Regions from separate parts of the Mus musculus genome. Here all the other regions are linked to region 2. A link is a contact called in public HiChIP or PLAC-seq data. All regions are on one chromosome and are shown on one strand. Each heading gives the region's core, a stretch centred on a gene start, on an enhancer-like site or on the middle of the called end of the contact. The rest is flanking DNA. Distances are from core to core; before and after follow the strand shown.

The links. HiChIP or PLAC-seq counts read pairs in DNA pulled down with a chosen protein or histone mark.
Region 1: a RAD21 HiChIP or PLAC-seq map of pro-B cells shows a contact between it and region 2, with 2.1 times the contacts expected there. The contact joins two enhancer-like sites. A contact is called at or near these places in 2 of 15 datasets of contacts at CTCF or cohesin (the NIH/3T3 cell line and pro-B cells), 2 of 484 Hi-C or Micro-C datasets (muscle stem cells and myocytes) and 1 of 9 other capture datasets (embryonic stem cells).
Region 3: a contact with region 2 is called in a RAD21 HiChIP or PLAC-seq map of pro-B cells, with 5 times the contacts expected there. The contact joins two enhancer-like sites. A contact is called at or near these places in 2 of 15 datasets of contacts at CTCF or cohesin (the NIH/3T3 cell line and pro-B cells), 2 of 484 Hi-C or Micro-C datasets (bone marrow-derived macrophages and olfactory sensory neurons) and 3 of 115 datasets of contacts at active chromatin or transcription factors (differentiating embryonic stem cells, embryonic stem cells and large pre-B cells).

What each region holds. Positions count from the first base shown.
Region 1 is chr10:111,722,484-111,726,700 of GRCm38.p6, forward strand. Gm30624 (a long non-coding RNA gene) reads left to right here. Exons shown (of 6, transcript XR_001779641.2): 3 at 2,680-2,886. Among named protein-coding and RNA genes, the nearest start is that of Gm30624, 40 kb to the left of the region's middle. Within about 2 kb of position 2,413, at least 38 of the 459 cell types and tissues checked have an H3K27ac peak or open chromatin away from gene starts, as enhancers often do. A contact at or near this core is called in pro-B cells, where this site is marked.
Region 2 is chr10:111,864,959-111,868,749 of GRCm38.p6, forward strand. The region is part of intron 2 of Gm20758 (predicted gene, 20758); the gene reads right to left. Among named protein-coding and RNA genes, the nearest start is that of Gm20758, 7.5 kb to the right of the region's middle. Within about 2 kb of position 2,358, at least 33 of the 459 cell types and tissues checked have an H3K27ac peak or open chromatin away from gene starts, as enhancers often do. A contact at or near this core is called in pro-B cells, where this site is marked.
Region 3 is chr10:111,653,250-111,656,935 of GRCm38.p6, forward strand. No RefSeq gene overlaps it. Among named protein-coding and RNA genes, the nearest start is that of Gm40763, 19 kb to the left of the region's middle. Within about 2 kb of position 1,777, at least 29 of the 459 cell types and tissues checked have an H3K27ac peak or open chromatin away from gene starts, as enhancers often do. A contact at or near this core is called in pro-B cells, where this site is marked.

The DNA of each region.
Region 1 (4,217 bases), core at 1,163-3,662, 140 kb before region 2:
AGCAAATCATTTCCTATAATAGAACGCCATCCCTTTAAAGCAGTACACAATTTCACTGCATGGCTCTGCTATGTTTTGTGTGTGACTCCATCCCTTGCCTATCATGAGTAATGCTGTACTAAACGTGGATGTTAGACAACTGTATCTCTTTGATATTCTCTCAGTTACTTTGAATATGTACAAAGAAGTAGAATTGCTGCATCCCCCGGTAGTTCTATATCAGTATTTCAGTGGACAGCTACACCAATTTCCATAGCAGGTGCCCCATTTAACACTCCTCACACAGTGACATGGAACTATAGTTTCTTAACACCTTCGCCTCTGTCTTCTTTCTGTCATTGTTAGAAGCCGTTCTAAGGGTGTGAGAGAATGATTGCTTTTAGCAGGCTTTCATGTGTCCTGAAGGAAGTGGGCAGTGTTGACTTCAGGCTTGACACAGACCAAAATTAACATTAGGTTTTGGTTTGAACCATCTTGTGGCATCTTGCAATCCACTCACAGACCCCATCAGAGTAGTGCATCACCTGAGGGATGCTGTTGGTAGAGTTGTGGCTACCTTCTCTCTCTCCTGCTCTGAGACCAAGGTGAGCCAAGCTCATGATGCAGGTTTTGAGGATTGCATGCTGATATCTCTGGATCATGGACTTGCTTATGTTTCAGACTTTAATTTTTTCTCCTGAGCATGTCTACTGTGTTTTGTCTCTCTCAAATGCAAGCATGGAGCATGGCTGTTTCCCTTAATTTTCCAGAAGGAGCCCTGGCTCAAAGTTCTGATACTTCAAAACACAGAATCTTAGCACTCACTTTTCAAAAGGTCCTTGAGTTGTTTGACCTCAGTGCCTTTGTTATCCTTGCTTCTGGGTCTTGCTACAGCTAAATTCACCATTTTTACAGCTCCCTCCCTACCCCTGTTGCTTTATTATTCTTGCTTTGCCTTCTTCTCCCTCTCCCCCTCTCTTTCCCCTTCTCTCTCTTCCTTCCCCCTCCCCTCTCTCTTTCTTCTGTGTATCCATGTACAGAAAGGTGAGAGGACAATGTTTTCCACCACTCATGGGAAAACCATCTACCTCCCTTGAGATCACATTTCTTATTAGCTTAAGGCTCCCTAATCAGGTTAGACTTGTTGGCCAGAGAGCCCCAGTGATCTTTTATCTCCGCCTTCTCACTCCTGGGTTTACAAGCTCATGCTATTACACTTCACACTTTTCTGTGGGCTCCAGAGATTGATCATGCTTGCAAGGCACAAATGCTGTATGGTTGGGGTTGCCTTCCTAGTGCTTATGTCTGCCTTTTAAACTCCTATTCCCCCAAATCTCTGTGCCAGACAATCTGGAACCATGTGGGATTGATTGGGACTGATGGGATCTTAGTCTCAGGCTCATGTCTCCTGCTTCTTCCCCAAGGGCCAGCTGAAACGCAAAGACCCAGCCCAAGCCTCTCTCCAGATTTAATGGTTTCTAGAAACATTCGATTGTGCCCAGCCTCCTGAATCTAGTCTTTCTTCCATACTTCACAGTTCCCCAAATGGTGTGTTCTGTCATTATTATGTACATCCAATCAAACCCCTTGTTAGCATTTTGTCTAAGCTCTGCCCCATGGTTACCTAGCAACAGCCAGGTGTGCCTGACTCACTATAAAAGGGGCTGCTTGCCTCCTTCACTTTCTCTTGCTCTCTTGCTTTCTTGCTCTGGTTCTGTCTTCTCATCACTTCCCCCTCTCTCTCCATATGCTCACAGCTGGCCTCCTCTCCCTCTTCCTCTCCTTCTCCTCTCCAGTGCCTTTCTCTGTCTACTCCCCTCTCAACTCCCCTCCCCATGCCCTGAATAAATTCTATTCTATACTATACCATGTGTGGCTGGTCCCTCAGTGGGAAGGGATGCCTCAGTATGGGCCCTTGGAGGCACACCCTTCCCCCGACACCTGACTGCACATCCATCAAACATTCTCTTTCTCCTTATCTTTTTAAAAACACAATACTCCTCTATCCCTTACAGATCTAAATCTCAAAATATTTATCTAGGTATCATACTAACTACCAATCTACAAGATCTTGATGGGTAGAGATGGGTAGAGATCTTGGATTTTCCTTTAGAAGGTCCTTTAGAAGAACACATGTGCTTCTGTAAATGCCCTGAAAAATGCCAGGTTAGGATTGCCAGCAACCATGATAAATGCTTTAGGGGTGGTATCTTGGCATGGTTGAACCTTGAAAGAGCTGGGATTCTGATAAATGTGTTCCCTTTGTTTTCTCTGGGCAGTTAAAAACAGTGCTAGCTGCGGGCAAAGTCAGAAGCTCTGTTGATTTGTGGCTCTGCTTTTTTTTTTTTTTTCCCCAAGGACTCTTTGCCCTACCCACTGAGGACATACTTCCTGTGTCCCCATGCTTTCTAAGTTGAACAACTGTTCTGTGCTTTGTTCCCTTGCTGTGGTTGCTGTTTGTGGCACGTCTAAAAGGGATGTAAAACCCTGAAGCTCTCAGCTGTAATAATATACCCGTTGACCCCACCTACATGGTTGAGACCTCTGCTGCCCCTCTCCAGACAGATGTCTGAGTGGGGAATCTGGCCTGAACACCAAAAGTTGTCATAGAAGTCACTGTGAGTGACTTCCTCTGACTATATATGGATGGCTGGAAGTGGTGTTATGAAACTAATCCTATAATCCTTTTCTTCCTAACAGAAGAGCAGTGGAATGCTGTGGGCCGGAGAAACTCAGGCAGCTGGCAGTTTGACTCTTAAGCACCAGCATGGTAGACACCAGCCTCCCCTCTCAGTCCTGCGGGCCGTGAAGTGGTGATAATAACACACTCTGAGCAGCTGGAGATTTCTCTGGAGCCAGACTACAGGGGAGACCATGAAGAAGAAAATACAGATGAAACAGGAAGAGGTAAAAGCCTAGAGTTAGAAAAACTTCTGAAAATATAGTAGTCGGATATGATATGTTAACAGAAGTTATTGTAGCTATCTGGTCTACCTCAAAAGAAGCTGTATATATAGCAACGGAGATGATTATCGTCTTGTTCTATCGTAATAAACTTGTGACATTCCTTGTCTTCCTGGATTCCCCATGCCCCACACTTTCCTTTCCCCTGGATGGCTTTCACCACTAACAGACTCCTGCAGGCAACACGTCACTGGCTCTGTCATTACTAAAAATTTCTGTTCTATTCAAGACTAGGGACTATGTTTTGTTCATCAGGGTGGCCACAAATAGCATAAAGTAACTTTTTTATGTCTTTCTTAGCCTAAGACTGATTTATGTATTGGTAAAAGTGCTTACTTGGGATAGGGACTTGGATCATTCAGTGAAGTGTTTGTATTGCAGGCACCAGTAGGGTGAGTTCAATATTCAGAATCCATTGGTTAATAATAATAATAATAATAATAATAATAATAATAATAATAATAAAAAGCTGGGAGAGCTAGTGAAGTCATGAATCTTAGAAGAGACCTTACAACTGCCACTGCACTGAACCAGCAGAATCCTTAACTACATTCTAAATATTTGTCCTTATACCCATAGATGAATAGTTCTTTGCTCTCACCAAGGAAACGTCTCTTTGCAAAAGACAGAGACCATTACAGAAAACTACAAGCAACCAAGATACCCAGTTATTGAGCCCAGACCCAATGAATACTTCTGCACAGGCTGGAGGAACATTGCAGAAGAGAGGGCAGGAAGACTGTAAAAGCCAGAGGGTCAGGCAGTTTGCTCTGAGATTGTGTCCTTCAGTCATGACAGAAGTATCACCCAGAATCACACAAGCATGTCTTCCTAAATATAAGCTCAATAAGGACAACAATAATATGTATGCCAAAGTGGATGGGGAAAGACCATGAGGTCTTTACATAAAGAACTATAGACTAAGGAATGCTGAGAGTGGAAGAGTCTTCCCCAGGGAAGATCACACAATGATTATTCAAAACTAAACTGGTCAGCCCTGAAAACTTATACATAAAAATATAGTCTACAGACTGAGCAGGCTGTATTTATGTATTTAGGATATGTATGTATGTAATATATTATATAAATATATATGTGTAGCATATATAATATATACCTTCCTAAATACATAAGGAGAGAGAGAGAGGGAGGGAGAGAGAGAGAGAGAGAGAGAGAGAGAGAGAGAGAGAGAGAGAGAGAGAGAGAGAGAGAAGAGGCCATGGATTTGAAAGAAAGCAGAAGGGGTGTACAGAAGGGTTTGGAGTGAGGAAAGG
Region 2 (3,791 bases), core at 1,108-3,607:
CACATTCTATTACTCTCAGTTTTATCTTCCTTATGTAATTCTACTTAATTTTTAAGTGCCCATCAGGCTGAGTACGTGATCCTAGAAAGGACTCTCCTGTGGAATTAAAATCTTATTGCTTCTAGTAATCGGAAGCAGAGAGTGTGCTAACTGGTGATCATTATTGGCATAGACAAATGCAATCTTGCCAGCCTATTGTTAACATGTAGATATGTGGCTTAAACAAAACTTTAGTTTTGAAAGTCTGAACTTTCCTGTTGTTTTGAGAAATGGTAAATCTCTGCTAATACGAGTAGTATCCATTGGCTGGAGCTGACAGAGCCAAGAAGCAGTTGCTCCTGCTTCTCCATGGGTTCAGCCATTCTTTACCTCCTCGACACGGAATATCGGCAGCCATTTAAGCCTGGACCTGTGTGTGTGTGTGTGTGTTGGTGAAAAATATTTTGTTACTGAGCATATGATGGGAATCTAAAAATAAGAGAGCCGTGTGGTTATCCTCTCCTAACACCTGTTTTGAGTATCTGTATCATCTCTCGGATCTCGGAAGCACTCAGTCTGTGACTCATGGAGTAAGGGTGGAGGGATGGGAAAAATTCACAATAGAAGGGGAAAAGTGCCCTAGGAAGATACTAAAAGCAGCAAATCTGTGAGACTAAAATATTAAAACTTCAAGGGTCAAGAGCATCCAGTACAGGCTGAGTGGATTTTTAGAGACAAGGGAATATGCGAATCTAATTAGCAAAATCTGCCAAGGAAGATTCTAATCTCTCCTGGTGATTCATCTACGTCTGAGCCCTGCTGCTGACAAGAAGAAACACAAGTCAAGGATTTGAAAGGGTATGGGAGGGGAGGGGAGGAGATGGAGGGGGAAGAGAGAGGGAGAGGGGAGTCGAGGGGAGAGGAAGGGGGAGGGGAAGAGAGAGAGGAGGGGGAGGGGAAGGGGGAGGGGGAGAGAGAGAGGAGGGGGAGGGGAAGGAGGAGAGGGGAAGAGAAGGAGAGGGAAGTAGGAGGGAAGAAGAGAGGGGAGAGGAAGGAGGAAGGGGAGAGGGAGAAGGACAGAGAAAGATAAAGAGAGAGAGAGCAGTTACTCTCATCTGGAACAGTGTATCCATGATGGAACAGGGCCGCAGTGGACGCTGTCTTAAAAGGCAGTTGGGACTGAGCAGTCAGTCTAGTATGAGTTTAGCCACTCACTGGAAGATCTCAAATTCTTTCTCACTTGTGGGTCCAGCTGGCTTTGTTCCTAAGTTCAAATACAGCCTGAATCAGGGTACATGGTAACTCATGCTTTTAGTCCCAGAATTCAGGAAGCCAAAACTGGAGGACTTCTATAAGATCTAGGGGAGCTTAAGTAGGCTACACCCCTAACACTCGCAGACAAGCGCAACCCAACAACCAAGTAATGTGGGGTGTGACAATATTCTTTTTTTTTTTTTTCCAAGACAAGGTTTCATTATGTAGCTCTGGTTGTCCCAGAACCCAATATATAGGCCAGGCTGTCCTCAGACTCCGAGATCTGCCTGTCTCTGCTTCCCAAGTGCTGGCATTACTCGGTTATGACAGTATTCTTAATCTTTGAGTCTTAAGAAGTCTCATCTACTGTTACCCATGGTAAATCCTAGGTAAGTCTTAGTCTGTTGGGCATGCTAGTAAAAAAAATAGACCACAGGCTAGGCAGTTTATAGAAAATAGAAGTTAAATTTTCTTAGTTCTAGGTACTGAAGTCTAAAATCAAAAGCTTGGGAAGATTTGGCAAGCAGTTGCTTATTGATTCTTAGTTGGTACCTTCTTTCTGGGTTCCGGTATGGCAGAGGTGGGAAGAGATCTTTTCATTGGGTCTATTATTATTATTATTATTTGCAAAACCTTGTCTTGTCTTCTTCTTTCTGATGCTAGAATTCGAACCTAGTGTTTTGCACATGTTAATGGAGTAATCTACCACTGTCTCTTGGCCCAAGACTTGGATTTTATTTTATATTATTTTATTTTAAAAATAAGGGCACTAGTCTCTTTCCTAGGAATTCCAATTTCTTTTCCTTTCTTTCTTTTTTTTTAAAGATTTATTTTTTTTTATATGAGTACAGTGCAGCTGTCTTCAGACACAACAGAAGAGTGCATGGGACCTCATTACAGATGGTTGTGAGCTATCATGTGGATGCTGGGAATTGAACTTAGGACCTCTGGAAGAGCAGTCAACGCTCTTAACTGCTGAGCCATCTCTCCAGCCTGAGGAACTCTGTTTTCGTGCTCTATTTATTCTCCAAGCCCCTGCCCCTTTATTCCATCACCCTGGGGATTAGAATGTCAGTGACTACATTTTAGAGGAGTAACCACAGGCACTCTGCAAAGCAGAGGCTGGCATCCTCTCATTAACCCTTGACAGGCGTCAGGTTAGACAGGGAAGTCATTTACATCGGGCGTTACCTAGAGCTGTACCCACAGTGCTGCCAAGCATTTTAGAGAAAATTGGAGATGCTAAGTTTTAACTGTAGCTTGGTGGGGGAAAAAAAGTAAAAACTGACTCAAGAATTAACAACCGAATGTCAAATTAGAGGACTTGATGAAAAGAACCAAAATAAGCCTGCTGCAATTTCCACTAAAATACCGAACTCTTGCCCCAGACTTAAACTAATTTTGAAAAGGATTTCAACCCTCGAAGTGTCTTTTGGATTCAATAATAAAGGAAGAAGAAGAAACAAAGAGGAAAGACAGGCGATTCTTGCTTAAATGTCTCTCTCGGAAACCAAAGAGTGTTGACTTCTTTGTTCTGTCAGTTCCCCAGGGAGCAACAGAAGCTGCCGCACCTCTGCTGTTGTTCTGCCAGGAAGCAGAACACAAAGAATGGCTTCTAGCCTGGTGCAGGCAGTCTCTCTTCTTTCTTCTTTCTATTCCCCGATGAGCTGAGCCTTTAAAAACAATCTTCCCACTGTGATTCTCTTGTGTCCCAAACCACAACCCATGTTTATTCTTCATATGTCATGGTTTGTCAACGGTTTACCTTGCTAGCAAATCAGAAGGAGGGCTAATTTTAAACCCTCACAGACTGATGAAAAGGCCTCTGATTCTTAGACTGTAGACGACAAAGGTACTAAAATAGTATAAGAATAACTTTGCCCAGAATAAATATATGTGGAACATCCTGTGTGTTAAATAGCTAGGATCAATCAAAACTCTAAGACCTACGATTTTTACGATGACTGAAATAATACATATAGATAGTATAGATATATTACATCTATAATAGTATAGATATATTAGGTGCAGGAAAACTTGATTTTCCTGCAGAGATATTATAAAGTAATAAGTAGGATATAACCAACATGATATTTAAGAGGAAAATGTAGACTAGTTTATTAGTCTAAAGAGCATCTCTCTTCTCTCCCAGTTCAGCAGTCGTCTCTCCAATTCTATGAATGGAGGCCCATACTGAGTAGTTAAGCTGTCAATCTTTTCCATATGAATCATGAAACCAAGAGAAAATGGGAGATCCTCAGAAGGACCCAGAAGATGCAAGATTTTTATTTCTAAATTATGTAGGATAACAAGATGAGCAGACAAGACCATGAGAGTCTAGAGCCCATAGCAAGAAGTCCAGGGAGCTCCCGTGGGCTTGAACATGTTCTTCCACAAATTCAGGGACTTAATAGCGTGGATGGTGCTGTTAAGATAGGGGACCGTGAAGAGATGAGGCCTCTTCTTCTCTGAACAGAGCTAAAGGTTGTGAACATATGGCTCAGATCCTTGCTTGAGAAGGGGAAACAAAGAAGCAAGAACAGTAAGTGTTCAGGCTG
Region 3 (3,686 bases), core at 527-3,026, 210 kb before region 2:
TACAGCAAGGCTTATAGTCACATTGTCTACATGGTGTTTACATTTAAAAAATTACATTTGTTAAATGTGTGTGGGGGATGTGTGTGTGTGTGAACACAGTGCCATAGTATGTATGTGGAGTTCAGAGGAGAGTTTTCAGGGGTTCACCCCTTCCACCTCGTGGGAGCCAGGGATTGAACTGAGGCCATCGGTCTTGGTGGCAAGCCCCTTTGCCTCCTGAGCCAACTCACCAGCACAGCTCATGGTCCTTGACATAGAGGGGATTTGCTGTGTCCGTGGAAATGAGCCATCGTCCCCGCTGCGTTGCAGTGCTGAGCAAATGAATCTAAAACTCAGGCTCCTTTCCCTCCAGCATGGGATGGAACTATTTCAGGATGGGTGAGAATATTCATGACTCCTCAAAAGGATGGACATTAGGACGTAAGGTTATTTACAATTATGAAAATAAATATTGTACAATTCTAAAAGTTAAGAGAATAGCTCTGGGGGCTGGTGAGATGGCTCAGGGGGTAAGAGCACCCGACTGCTCTTCCAAAGGTCCAAAGTTCAAATCCCAGCAACCACATGGTGGCTCACAACCACCTGTAACAGAGATCTGATGCCCTCTTCTGGTGCGTCTGAAGACAGCTACAGTGTACTTACATATAATAAATAAAAAAAAAAAAAAAAAAAAAAAAAAAAAGAGAATAGCTCTGTGTTGATATTGCCTTGGTTCTTAAGGGCAGGATTTGTGGAGCAGTGGGTAGGGAAGGCCATGGTGGGTCTAGCAGCCTGCACAACTGGGCTGGAAGGCTGCCTTTACTAGCACTTGTGACCTTGGGGTGTTAATTAATATCTCCTAGTCTGTCTCCTCACTTCAAAAATACTAGTGATAATACTGCTATCTCATGGGATTCTTCTAAGTCTAGAGATAAAGACGACCTTGTTAGAGCACAGTGCCAGCCATTAATTTACTTACTTACTTGAGATGGGGTCTTACCATGTAGCCAAAATTGGCCTCCACCTCTGTTTATAGCTCTTGATTGCCTTTGAACTCATAAGCCTTTTACCCCTGTGTCCCGAGTGCCAGGGTTACAGGCATGTACCTTCCTGCCAGACTGGTATTTATATTCTCTTCTGAGAAAATCCAGCCCAATTCTACAAGAACCTTAATTTCGTCTGCCGTTTCTCAAAAATCATTCCTTAATTTCCCCGGGGTGTCACAGACATGAGCTCCTTGGCTGGGTCATATGAAAACACTTCCCTGAATACGGAGAGATGCGGTCGCTCCAGCAACAGGAGTCCCGGTGGCACAGGTACCCTGCAATTATTTAAGCTAGCTACTCATATCCTCCCCGCAGAGTCTTTCTACAGAGAGCATGTGAGTCACAGAGGGAATACGGCCGTCATACTGAAGTACCGAACCATGACCTATGGCTTGCCAGTCACAAGAATGGGTCTCTGTTTGTGTTCAGTGCAAGTTTTTACCTGCTTTATTGTTCTTCTGACTTCGGGCTTGTCTTTAGTTCTTTCGACTGGAAAAGGGGGAAAAAAATCTCTGACAAGAGGAGTTCTTAAGCTGCCGTTCCAGTTGACGTGAAGCTAATTCTAACTCAGACTGTTTTGCTCCGACTGCCTCAGGGTGAGGCAAGACCCTGGCATTTCTACCTCTGTGCTTCAGTCACTTGCAAGTCTTCCTTAGGTTATGGTTCTTCCTCTCCCTTTACCGTGGGCACAGTGCCCAGGTGCAGAAACTCTCAGCAGGGAATAAGAAGGACTAAGCTAATTACCAGCTATTTCCTCTTTCCAGAGCATTGTATTACTACGGTCCCCAACCTGCTTTTACAGATGCCTACAGCACACTATGCGTGTGTTTGGGTAGATAGGAACGCTTTTGGGTCTGCTGATCATTGCAGGCTTATTGGGAGGTGTAGTTCAGATCACACATCGGCACCCACTGGCTTAGCTGGCACAGCTCAGGGACGTCTTGGATCTCTGTTTGTAAATTCCGAAGACTGTTTGTTGCAGGTTAGAGGACACCGGTTGCCAGTCCAGACACTTGATGCTTGTGATGCTTGGGTACAGAGAGCATTTCCTTCCCCAGCCTCACCTTCTCATCATTAACAAAGTGAACACTGGCCCTGGGTTATTAGCGAGGTTAGAGGGAAGTATAGGACTGTGGGGACAGTCGTGACAATTGTAGCAACATTTAATTAGAAGCAATAAGAAGCTGCCCAGTGATATTTCTTGCTTTTGGGTTTAGTTTATGTCCATGGCTCAGGACACTCATCTAAGTGCTAATAACATAAGAGAGCTCTTATCTCTGCTTCAGAAGCAGAGCACACACACATACACACACACACACACACACACACACACACACTCATACACACTCATACACACATAAACACACACACATATACATACTCACACACTCACACACACTCATACATACACACACTTACACACACACACACACACACTCATACACACATAAACACACACACATATACATACTCACACACTCACACACACTCATACACACACACACTTACACTCACACACACACACACACACACAAATGTATACACAGCCGTCAAATGCTTCTAGACAGCTGGGGTAAAGTGAGTGTGACAGGCACAGCCACAGGCCTGCTGGTCTCACTTGTGCCTTGGAGATACATGCAAAGAGTGACAAGCCCTAGACAAGATCTCAGTTCTCTCCCAGGCGAGCAGCCACCTGAGCTGCCCTGGCAGGAACTTCCCTGTTGTCTCCTTGTACAAAGGGGCCAGTTACTCAAATCATGCAGACATATCTGCCCTAGGTTTTTAATTAACTTTGCAATGTGAGTGTTGGGGATGGGAGTGGGTAGGGGGAGATGGGAAAGGTAGGTCAGCTGATGTAAGCACTCCTCCCCTTCATCCTTGGATCCAGGGAAACTAAAGGAAGAGAAAAGGAAAAGACCAGGAAGCGTCCATAACAGAAGTTGGCCTTTTCCAGAGCTCGCTTCCCCGTGCATGGAGGAGACAGTCCCAATGTCATTAACTGGAAGAAGCAAAGGAGTTACACTTTTCATCATTGCTGAGCACATCAAATGCATGGGGCCTCAGTTTCTTGCTTACAGGGTAGATCCCAAGGTCAGCAAGGGATTTTGGAAAACAAGAGAGAGAGAGAAAGAAAAGAATACTTCATGTGGTATCAGAGACATGTCTATGGCTAGGCAAGCTTGATGTCCTTGAAGTAAGATGACCTGAAAGGTTGGGAATGTCCCTGTGGCATAGACCAGGATACACCCCTATTTGTTCAACATCCCCAAGACTTCACATTGTTACTGCGGCATATCATGACTTGTCCTGACTGATACAAGCAGGAAGGAAAGGATTCATTGCTTAACACTCATGCTGTCACAAGGTGTGTTCTTACACAGAAAGAGAAAGAATGAAGAAGCAACCTATCTGGGGTAAGAAGAAACATAGAAACACAAGAAAACATCTCTTGTTTGCATTAAGCCAGCAAATAAAGTCTCTTAAATCCTAAGTTACACCTATGTTTGGGGATGAACAGTTTTTGAGGACAGGGACATCAATGGCTGTTGTGTTGGTCTGCTGGAAACACCACAGCACCAGAGTCTGTGTGGCTTAAACAATAGAAACTCTATTTAAAAAAATAGAAACTTTTTCTTGAATTTGGATGCTGCAAATCCAAGA